Regions from separate parts of the Oryctolagus cuniculus genome. Here region 2 is linked to region 1. Evidence: chromatin contacts called from public Hi-C data. All regions are on one chromosome and are shown on one strand. Each heading gives the region's core, a stretch centred on a gene start, on an enhancer-like site or on the middle of the called end of the contact. The rest is flanking DNA. Distances are from core to core; before and after follow the strand shown.

Evidence for each region. A called contact is a pair of places that touch in the nucleus more often than the background predicts.
Region 2: a Hi-C map of psoas muscle shows a contact between it and region 1, with 3 times the contacts expected there. The contact joins two enhancer-like sites. A contact is called at or near these places in 2 of 6 Hi-C or Micro-C datasets (psoas muscle and an unstated tissue).

What each region holds. Positions count from the first base shown.
Region 1 is chr14:88,925,809-88,930,629 of mOryCun1.1, reverse strand. No RefSeq gene overlaps it. Among named protein-coding and RNA genes, the nearest start is that of PIK3R1, 210 kb to the left of the region's middle. Within about 2 kb of position 2,314, at least 1 of the 8 cell types and tissues checked has an H3K27ac peak or open chromatin away from gene starts, as enhancers often do.
Region 2 is chr14:89,177,064-89,181,884 of mOryCun1.1, reverse strand. The region is part of intron 2 of PIK3R1 (phosphoinositide-3-kinase regulatory subunit 1); the gene reads right to left. Among named protein-coding and RNA genes, the nearest start is that of PIK3R1, 39 kb to the right of the region's middle. Within about 2 kb of position 2,549, at least 3 of the 8 cell types and tissues checked have an H3K27ac peak or open chromatin away from gene starts, as enhancers often do.

The sequences.
Region 1 (4,821 bases), core at 1,065-3,564:
AGGCAGTGGAAGATGGCCCAAGTCCTTGGGCTCCTGCACCCACTTGGGAGACCTGGAAGAAGCTGCTGGCTCCTGGCTTCAAAGATGGGCCAGCTCTGGCTGTTGCAGCCATTTGGGGAGTGAACAAATGGAAGGAAGACCTTTCTCTCTGTCTCTCCTCTCACTGTCTGTAACTCTACCTCTCAAATAAATAAATAAATAAAATCTTTATAGACACACATGTATAGGATTAGCACCTGGCAGCTCTGGAGGACAACAGGAACAAGAAGCAGGGGCAAGGCTTTGAACGGAGTAAGATGAGTGGCAGTTATTATGGGCAGGCCTGAGATATTAACAATGCCTCCAGCAGGGCTGGCTTGCTTTCTCTCTGGCTCAGACGAGATAGTGCGGGTTATACAAACCCTGTATGTCATGAGAACAGTTGTTACATATACGTATATATATGATTAAAAATCCAATTGCAGTGTAAGTTTTTGCTGGAGGAGGCCTACATCTAGGTAGTATGATCTGAAGGAGAGATGAAGCCATAGCATTTGGGGATTGATTGGTTTTTGTTAGAATTTTGGCTTTCCAGTATTCTCTCTCTCTTTTTTTTTTTTTTTTTTTTTTGACAGGCAGAGTGGAAGTGAGACAGAGAGACAGAGAGACAGAGAGAAAGGTCTTCCTTTGCCGTTGGTTCACCCTCCAATGGCCGCCGTGGCCGGCGCGCTGCGGGCGGCGCACCGCGCTGATCCGGAGCCAGGAGCCAGGTACTTATCCTGGTCTCCCATGCTGGTGCAGGGCCCAAGGACTTGGGCCATCCTCCACTGCACTCCCTGGCCACAGCAGAGAGCTGGCCTGGAAGGGGGCAACCGGGACAGAATCTGGTGCCCTGACCGGGACTAGAACCCAGTGTGCCGGCGCCGCAAGGCGGAGGATTAGCCTAGTGAACCACGGCGCCGGCTCCAGTATTCTTTAACTGATTCTGGATATTCCTGGTTCCAACTCTGCTCAGTCTCTTTCTGACACAGGGCAAAATAAAGTTTCCACTTAGGTTTATGTTTCCTGATGCATTCTCTCACTGCCTAGGGAAGTTACTGCAAGTTCACCTGGTTGGGTGTTAATGTCATACATAGCTAGAAGATAGGTTCGGAATTGGAAGAATCTCTGAGTGTCTTTGGTTTGAGCTTCCAATTAGAATGAAATGAAGGAGTCTCTTGATCCTAGAGGCTGCTCAAGAAGAAAAAATGGCATTCTCATTGACTTGGCATTCCAGTCACCTTGAAGAGAAGCCACGCCCAGCACACATCAACAGGAGGACTGCTGTTTGGCTTCTCTGGCCAAAATCCAGGACTGCATCTACTCAGTAGAACTTTTATTGAAGGAACTCCAAGGCATTGCTCAAAGGTATGTGAGTAAGAACAGAAAGGAATGGCTACAGTCAATTCTTGGTCATTAAGAACTGATTTTGCATAGTATGGATTGATTTTTCTTCCTCATCCCCAGGAACTGACTTTCAACTGCAGATCCCTATAATTTCTGCAATGTTCTACAATTTCCAAAACGTTCCTAGTTCCTCCTTTGAAGGCTTCATAGAGGAAAAAAAGCTTTTCCTGGGGCTACAAGGCTGAATCCAGACTTTTAAGATAGAATTCAAATATCACTTCCTCAAGGAAGTTTTTCTATCCTGTGAGCAGAAAATTTAATTGCAGTTGCTTAAAGGCTTAGCTGGATGTGACCTGGGTCCCAAATACCCATTTTCTGATGCAGTGACGCCTTTTATCACGATTATCTGTTTGCACATATGTATTGTCTCTACAGGAGTATAAAGTTTTGAGAGCAAATGGATTTTGGGAAATCTAAAATTGAGTGCTTTTAAAAGAAGGAATCTTGCCAGGATCTTCAGAAAGTGACCTTTTATTTCAGAAACTATGTGGAGCTTACTGAAGAGACTGTCTATAAAGAATCTAGGCTGCATTCTTGGGGTTTGGAGATGCTTCATCCCTCAAGTAGAGAAGAAGTGATCCCAGAAGTGTTTCCTCCAGCGAGGGAGGATTTATTAGGCTGTTTCTGGCAGGTTGAGGCTCAGGTTTGTGTATTTTGTGTTGTTTTCTTGCTCCATGAGAGCTGGTCTGGTACTTGTGTGTGTGTGTTTGAAGTCTGCACAGGAAGCTTGGGTTATGAGAGCCTCACTTCTAGATGAATTCCTGAGTCCCGGGTGCCTGGGCCAAACCACGGGCCAAGAGCAATGCAGAATGCTGGCCATTGTGTGCAAAAGTGGAGTACCAGGAAAGGCTGTGTCTTGGCCCTGTGGCAAGGAAGCGGGAGATTTGGTGACTTGGATGGTGTGGGGGATAGGACACTGTGACAGAACTATCATTTAGGACTTCCTTAGCTAGATGTATTTATCTAACCTCCAAGGTACCTGGCCATGACCCAGTGTGGTAAGAGCATTGCTGTGAGAACCTGGACCACAGTCACTGTGGAAAAAGATGTTGCCTCACTGTGGAAAGATTTTTACAATCTGAAGTTTGCTATAGGCCAGAAATCCTCCTTCTGAAAAAATATTAAAAAATAAATTCTGAATTCATGCATAATAAAAACTTTATGTGCCATATAAATTGCTTCTCTGGGACTGCACCAGGATCTTCGCCTGAGGCACATCTCCTGGAGAGCTTGCATTTGGTGATGTGTTGATTTAATTTTCCAATCCATGCCAAATGAAATAAATACTCCTATTTTTGATCTGGTCGCATAGAGTAGATGGCCAAAGGGATTTGTGATCAAAGGTTGTGCTTCCCCAAGGACTGACGGTTGAATGATGTACTTCAGCATTTTATAGCCTCAGACTAGTTGACCAAAGGCAGTTGGACCCAGGCTTCCCATGGAGACATGTAGTAAAATATTGTTCAAACACACAGTTCTGGCTATGCCCGGCTAGCTCTGCATTGGCTTCAATCACATGTGCTCTCATTTGAAGTGGGTCAGCGGAACTCCGAGTGCTTCCTCTGTGGCATCTTAGTTTGTTGGGATTATACCGACCCAAATTAATTGGTTTTGGCTCATGCCATGGAGACCAGCCTTATATTTACTCAGTTTTTAACCTCTTCTGGAGAAACCATACTGAATCAAGTCAAGTCAGATGAGATGTGTATGGTGTTTGCAAGCAAGCTATTCATGGTGCTCAGTGCTTGGTCCCAAATTCTGGCAACCTTTCATTCTTGAGAGAATTAGAGCTTTTTGTCTCTGCACTGCCCGTGGCCCCCTCATGTGCACTCTCTGTTGGGACCCTCATTGCAGTGTTACTCTCCCCAGCACCACTGTCAGTCACGTTGCCTTATTCATTAATTAATTAGTAGAAACAGTCACATATCCGCTGATTGTGTTAATGTAGGAATACACATCACTCTGGCATTACTGAATTTCACCAGCTTCTCAAACTTTCACAACACTAGAAAATCACATCTGGTTAAAAAAAAAAGGTGCCAAATACGAAACTATTAACAATAAGGAAAAAATTTCAAGCAGAAATAAATGTTATTATTTTAATGAACTTGAGTCATTTTTTTCAAATATTGCATATTTGAGAAAAAAACAAATGGGACTTTGAAAAACAATCTCTGTGTTTCTAAACTGATGCATGTCAATTCTAAATTCAGTGATCTCTGTATGTCAAGCAAAGAGGGAAACTGAGTCCAGAGAACTTCAGAACGATGCACAGCAGTAGCAAGAAGTATATACTTGTGTCATATATCCAAGCCCTGTGTATTCAGTTTGGATCTCATTTTCTTCTAAAAATTACAAATAATGGGGAAGGTGTTGTGACACAGTGGGTTAAGCCATCTACTCAGAGCACCAGTTTGAGTTCTGGCTGCTCTGCTTCTGAGACAGCCCCCTTCCAATGTGCCTGGGAAGGTGGTGAATGATGGCCTGCATACTTGTGCTCCTGCCACCCATGTGAGAGGCGTTAATGAAGTTCCTTGCGTCTAGCTTTGGCCTGGTTCAGACCTGGCCTTCATGGTCGCTGCAGGGGTCAACTAGCTGATGGAACATCACTGTCTCTGTCTTTTCTTGCTTTCTCTGCCACTCTGCCTCTTAAAATAAACAAAAAAAAGAGCCCTGAAAAAGACTGCAGCCCAAGCTTACCAATGTAAATCATTTAAATTTGTTAGAAAATTTGAATATGCTAAAGATGGGGACCACTTAGAAATAACGGTCCAGTTTGTTTGAAATGAACATATCACCCCAAGTAAAGCTATCCTAAATCTTTATTTTATATAGTAGAAAGGTCTAATTATAATTAGAAATAGTAGTATACTCTGTCATCGTTTCTGAACCATCCACGTTTGGGGTTTTGATGATGGAGCCACCATTTCCTCATTTCCCTCAGGTGGGAAGATTTCCTGCCTTCAACATGTGCATACAAGCGTACATCTGGAGCCATCACATTTGCTTAAAGTTTTCAGTTTATGTTCTTGCTGGTGCCATTTTCTATTTAAATTCCCAGAAAACATCCACACTACCAGCTAGACCCCATAAGCATTTCAGAACTGACGGGCCACTTGTGGTGTGACAGCACCAGATTCCAACAGGGAAGCAACAAAGAAACATTATTTCCAAAGAAGCTATTCAGTTTTTTTGAAGATTTAGTTATTTATAGGAAAGGCAGAGAGAGAGAGAGACAGGGAGGAAGGGGGGAGGGCGTGTGAGGGAGAGAGAGAGAAAGAGAGAGAAAGAGAAAGAGAGAGATCTTTCATCCACTGGTTCACTCCCAAAATGGTCACAAGAGTCAGGTCTAGGCCAGGCAGAAGCCAGAAGCCTGGAACTTCTTCTGGGTCTCCC
Region 2 (4,821 bases), core at 1,300-3,799, 250 kb before region 1:
AAGTGTTCTTTTCAGCACACTTCTGATTTCCCACCCTAATTAATGAGAGGAGAGGACCGACCAAAACCAAAAACCAAAAACCAATGAAAGAGCCTAACAGCTGGCACTCAGCATAGGCTATGGCCATGGTCTCATTTCAGAAAAAGTCTCTCCCGGGCTAGTCCTGTACGTGGTGACTGTGCCGGAGGGGCACCGGGAGAGTGTCCCAAGTTGGTTCCCACACTGAGTGGTCAACTGATCCGTCCAAGATCAGGGGGCACAGACGCACATCCACTCACCACAGACGAGCAAACGGCCAACACGAAGGCCCCTTGAGATTCTGGGCGAGTCACAACAACACAAACAACAGAAAGGGATCCGTGGGAAAACAATAGGAAGACACGGAGTCGCTCTTTCTTGGAGTGGATTCAGGTGGGTTTCCCGTGCGTTGTCTCCACCCGTCCCCCTGGCTGTGTAAACTTTCCACCTGCTTAGTCAAGGGCTGAGAAAATGTGACTGCACCAAAGCACGTAGGACGCCGAGTTTCATTTACCATCAAGGGCTCTCATGAGGCAAATGTGTGCAGCTGGAACTAACTTGTACCAGATCTCACCAGTCCCTGGCTCGGGGGAGATATTTGCAAACACCTCTGCAAGTCCCAGCTGTTTTTAATTAAGAGCACATGGTGGGAGCATCACGCCTGGCTTTCTAAAATACCATTTTATCTAAACTAGGATTCTGAACATTTTTTATAAGGACTAGATCCATTTATTTTCAAGTCAAATAAATGATCCAAAGATAAATTTAAGCTTGGCTCTTTTAAAAACAGTAATATTTCACATTGAATATGCTCCTGGGGCCAGAGGAAATGTTCTTTCCTTTCCTAAAATTTCTAGCCAAGTACTCACAAACCCAGTTTCTTCCCAAGAATATATTTAAAAAAAAAAAAATTCTCAGAGCCTTCTTTTAAAAAGGCTGAGGCTTTTCAGAAGCCAGAATAATTCCATTTGCTGGTTGGCTCTTCCTCTCATTCCAGCTCGAACCCCATGGGACAAATAAATCCTTGTCCGAAATGCAGGGTAAGTGTCATGACAAATCACAGACTGGTCAACCACAGCTCAAAGTGTAATTACAAAGACAGACGGGAAATTGGCTTTAAAGGAAAACCGTGGCAGGCAGAAATGCCACCAAGCATTACTTCTTCAACCCAGGTAACAGAAACAGGTGAGAAAAACGTATGCATATTATGGCTACTTGGGGAGAAAAATACACAGCAATACAGATAATTATCAATATTGCTGGAAGAGGGGACAAGGTAAATACATTCCCACTCACCCTGAATTACTTACGCCAGGCACAGAGTTAATTTTTCTTGTTAAATAGCATGTCAGGTACGACTTGGGAAACAATACTCGCAGTAGCGGATAGATGGAAGTTGTGGCAGAAAAAAAAGGATGTGAAGGGAGCTTCACACAGTTCACGAACAAAGTGGAGTTCAAAGGTAAACAAATCTGTTTAACGGATAAATCTATTTTGATGCCAAAAAACTTGCAGGGCATGCGTAGTTTTCCACGATGCCTTGCTCACGCCCATTCTGCAGACCCCTGCTATGGGGCAGACGCCCCTGGATGGCAGAGGGGCTCAAGCCACGTTAGCCTGGGTCGTGCAACTCTCCCTCCACGCCGAGCCCCCGAAAGGCAAGCGTTCCAGGGAAACTAAAAGTAGCTCCTCTCTCTACACACAAAGAGGCTGCAGATCTCTGGGCCACATCCTGCACACTGAGTTCTGATTTTCAGTGACGTCCCTTGAAAATTTCTAACTTACTATCAAACAATGGACTTGGGGGCAGAAACAAACTAGAACTTCTAAATAGCTTCAAATTCTGAAATGCAGAGGGCGAGCCTGCGCACGTACGCTCAAATCCCTGCAGTTCACTATTGAAATATTATCATCTTGAGCCCAGTACAACAAATTGAAACCACATTTGATCCTACTTTTTCTTGTAAACTTGATGGCTTCACCACACTTTTAAAGGCTACACACCCTCCCCTTAGCCCCTGATTTTTTTTTTTTTTTTTTTTTTTTTTTTTTTTTTTGGTGAAATCAGTAGTTTCACTAGCTTCAAGCTTTGCTAACTTAAACAGCATCTCCTACGGCAACGGAACAATGAAAGACGCAGGCACTTGCCCGTCATCACGCGCGAGCTCAAGCCGGCCTGAGATTGCGCCTGTGATTCTGCTGATGCGTGGGTTCAGGACAGGGTGGCTCGGGGTGTGGGTGTCTCCAGGGGTGCCAGGAACCAACCTCGCTCTTCCCTGCTGGGCCTCTGACCAGCTGCTGCGCCACAGTCCAGGCAGAGGAGGGAGGGGGCGCTCACACACTTGGCAGACACAAAGGTCTTAACAACCTTCCTGAAGGCTGCCTCATTCCTGCTGGTGAACTTGAAGCAGCGATTTGCAAGTCCACAGGCATGATCCAACCGGAGTGTCTCCAAGGCCCGTTGCTCCCGCACACAGCAGGGCGAGGGCTCCAGGGAACTCCTGATCCGGTGGAGCAGTTTGCTCCTTTCTCAGAATGTGATCAACTGAAAGCTCCCCTCCACGGCTACACAGACTCCAGTGTAAAACCTGTGACGTGTGGAGGACGGAAGAGAATGGGACACTTGAAACAAAGAATAGGAGTTGTATGTAGTTCACACGCAGGAAACAACTTCCTGGGTTTTACAGCCGGGTCTACCATCAGAAGTGGGCTACTGATTCCCCCAGGTCTACAGGCACCTTCCCTTGCCCCTCCACCTGAAGACCAACGCAGGCACCCTCAGATGCACTTGCTGCACGGGCGGGTGAACGGTTTCCCTGTGGCCAGCGCCCTTAGCGCTGCCAGACAAGTAAAACCCTCAAGGGCCAGCAGTGCTCGTAAAGACAGACTCATCATAAAAATAATGCCTTGAAGAACAGCACATGACAGGGCATGCTAAAACTCCAATTCAGAAACGCCACCGCCCCCTTTCACCTTCCTTCCCAAGAACCTCTGCGGTGTCTCTCGCCCACTACGGCTACGGCAGATGGGTGCAAAGGTTTGATCAAAAATATGTGCCTACTATATGTTATGAAATTTTCTTTTAGGGCCGGCGCTGTGGCTTAGTGAGTAAATTCGCCACCTGCAGTGCCAGCATCCCATATAGACACCGGTTTGAGTCCCAGCTGTTCTACTTCCAATCCAGCTCTCTACTATGGCCTGGGGAAGCAGTGGAAGATGGGACTTGGGCCATCTGCCCCTGCACCCGCTTGGGAGACCTGGAAGAAGCTCCTGGCTCCTGGCTTCAGATTGACGTGTTGTAGCCATCTGGGGAATGAACCAGTGGATGGAAGACCTCTCTCTCTCTCTCTGCCTCTCTATAACTCTGCCTTTCAAATAAAGTAAATAAATCTTTAAAAAAAAAAGAAATTATCTTTAAATCAAACCTACAATGCAGGGGCTTTGAAAGCCATAACCCAGGCCATGCTGGCCAACACGATGGATGACTTTACTGTCTACCATACAACAATCTCTCTAGCCAAAGAGGAAGGTGAAAAATTTAACAATCCTAGGGTGGTTCACGCAGGCTCCTTCTTAGAAGTGGTGGCAGGAACTCATGGCAGGCTCACTGGATTGAGGACTCTTCTTTAATACCCAAGTGCTGATTTTGGTATTTAGAAGTTAATCATTTCTCTCACTTCTCTTGCTTGGCAAATCACAAGGCAACAAGTGCAGAGCACCAGATAGACTGACAATGTGCATCAAAGGTAACACAGCAGCCAGCCAGCGCAGTGGGTGAAGCTGCCACCTGGGACACTAGCACCCAATACTGGAGTGCCAGTTCTTTTTGGCTGCTCCACTTCCAATCTAGCTCCCTGCTAATCTGCCTGGCAAAGCAGTGGAGGATGGCCCAAATGCTTAGGCCCCTGCCATCCATGGGCAAGACCCAGATGGAGTTCTAGGCTCCTGGCTCCAGCTTAGCCCAGCCCCAGCTATTGCAGCCATTTGGGGAGTGAACCAATGGATGGGAGATTTCTTTTGCTGTGTCTTTCTTTTTTCTTTTTATTATTTAATAAATGTGAATTTACAAAGTGCCAACTTTTATATTGTTGTGGCTCCTCCCCCAACCTCCCTCCCTCCCGCGGCCCTCCCCTCTCCCACTCCCTCTCCCATCCCGCCCTTCATCCAGTTTCATTTTCAATTACCTTCATATACTGAAGATCAACTTAGTATATACTAAGCAAGGATTTCAACAGGCTGCACTCACACAACCGCACGAGGTATAGGGTATTGTTTGACTAGTAGTGTTGTCTTTAAGTTTCATAGTAAAACACATTAAGGACAGAGATCCTACGTGGGGAGCCTGTACTCAGTGACTCCCGTTGTAGATTTAACAATTGGCACTCTTATTTATGGCATCAGCAATCACCTGAGGCTCTTGCCATGAGCTGTCTAGGCTATGGAAGCCCCTTGAGTTCACCGACTGTGAACTTGTTTAGTCAAGGCCATATCACAGTGGAGGTTCCTTCCTCCCTTCAGAGAAAGGCGCCTCTCTCCTTGATGGCCTGTTCCTTCCGCTGGGGTCTTGTTCACCAGGATCTTTCATTTGGATTGTTTTTTGCCACCGTGTCATGGCTTCCCATGCCTGTGAGACTCTCATGGACCTTTTAGCCAGATCCAAATGCCCCAAGGGTGATTCTGAGGCTGGAGTGCTGTTTTGGGCATTTGCCATTCTATGAGTCTGCTGTTATGTCCTGCCTCCCCCGCAGGATCATTCTCTCCCTTTTAATTCTATCCTTCATTATTTGCTTACACTGGTCTTGT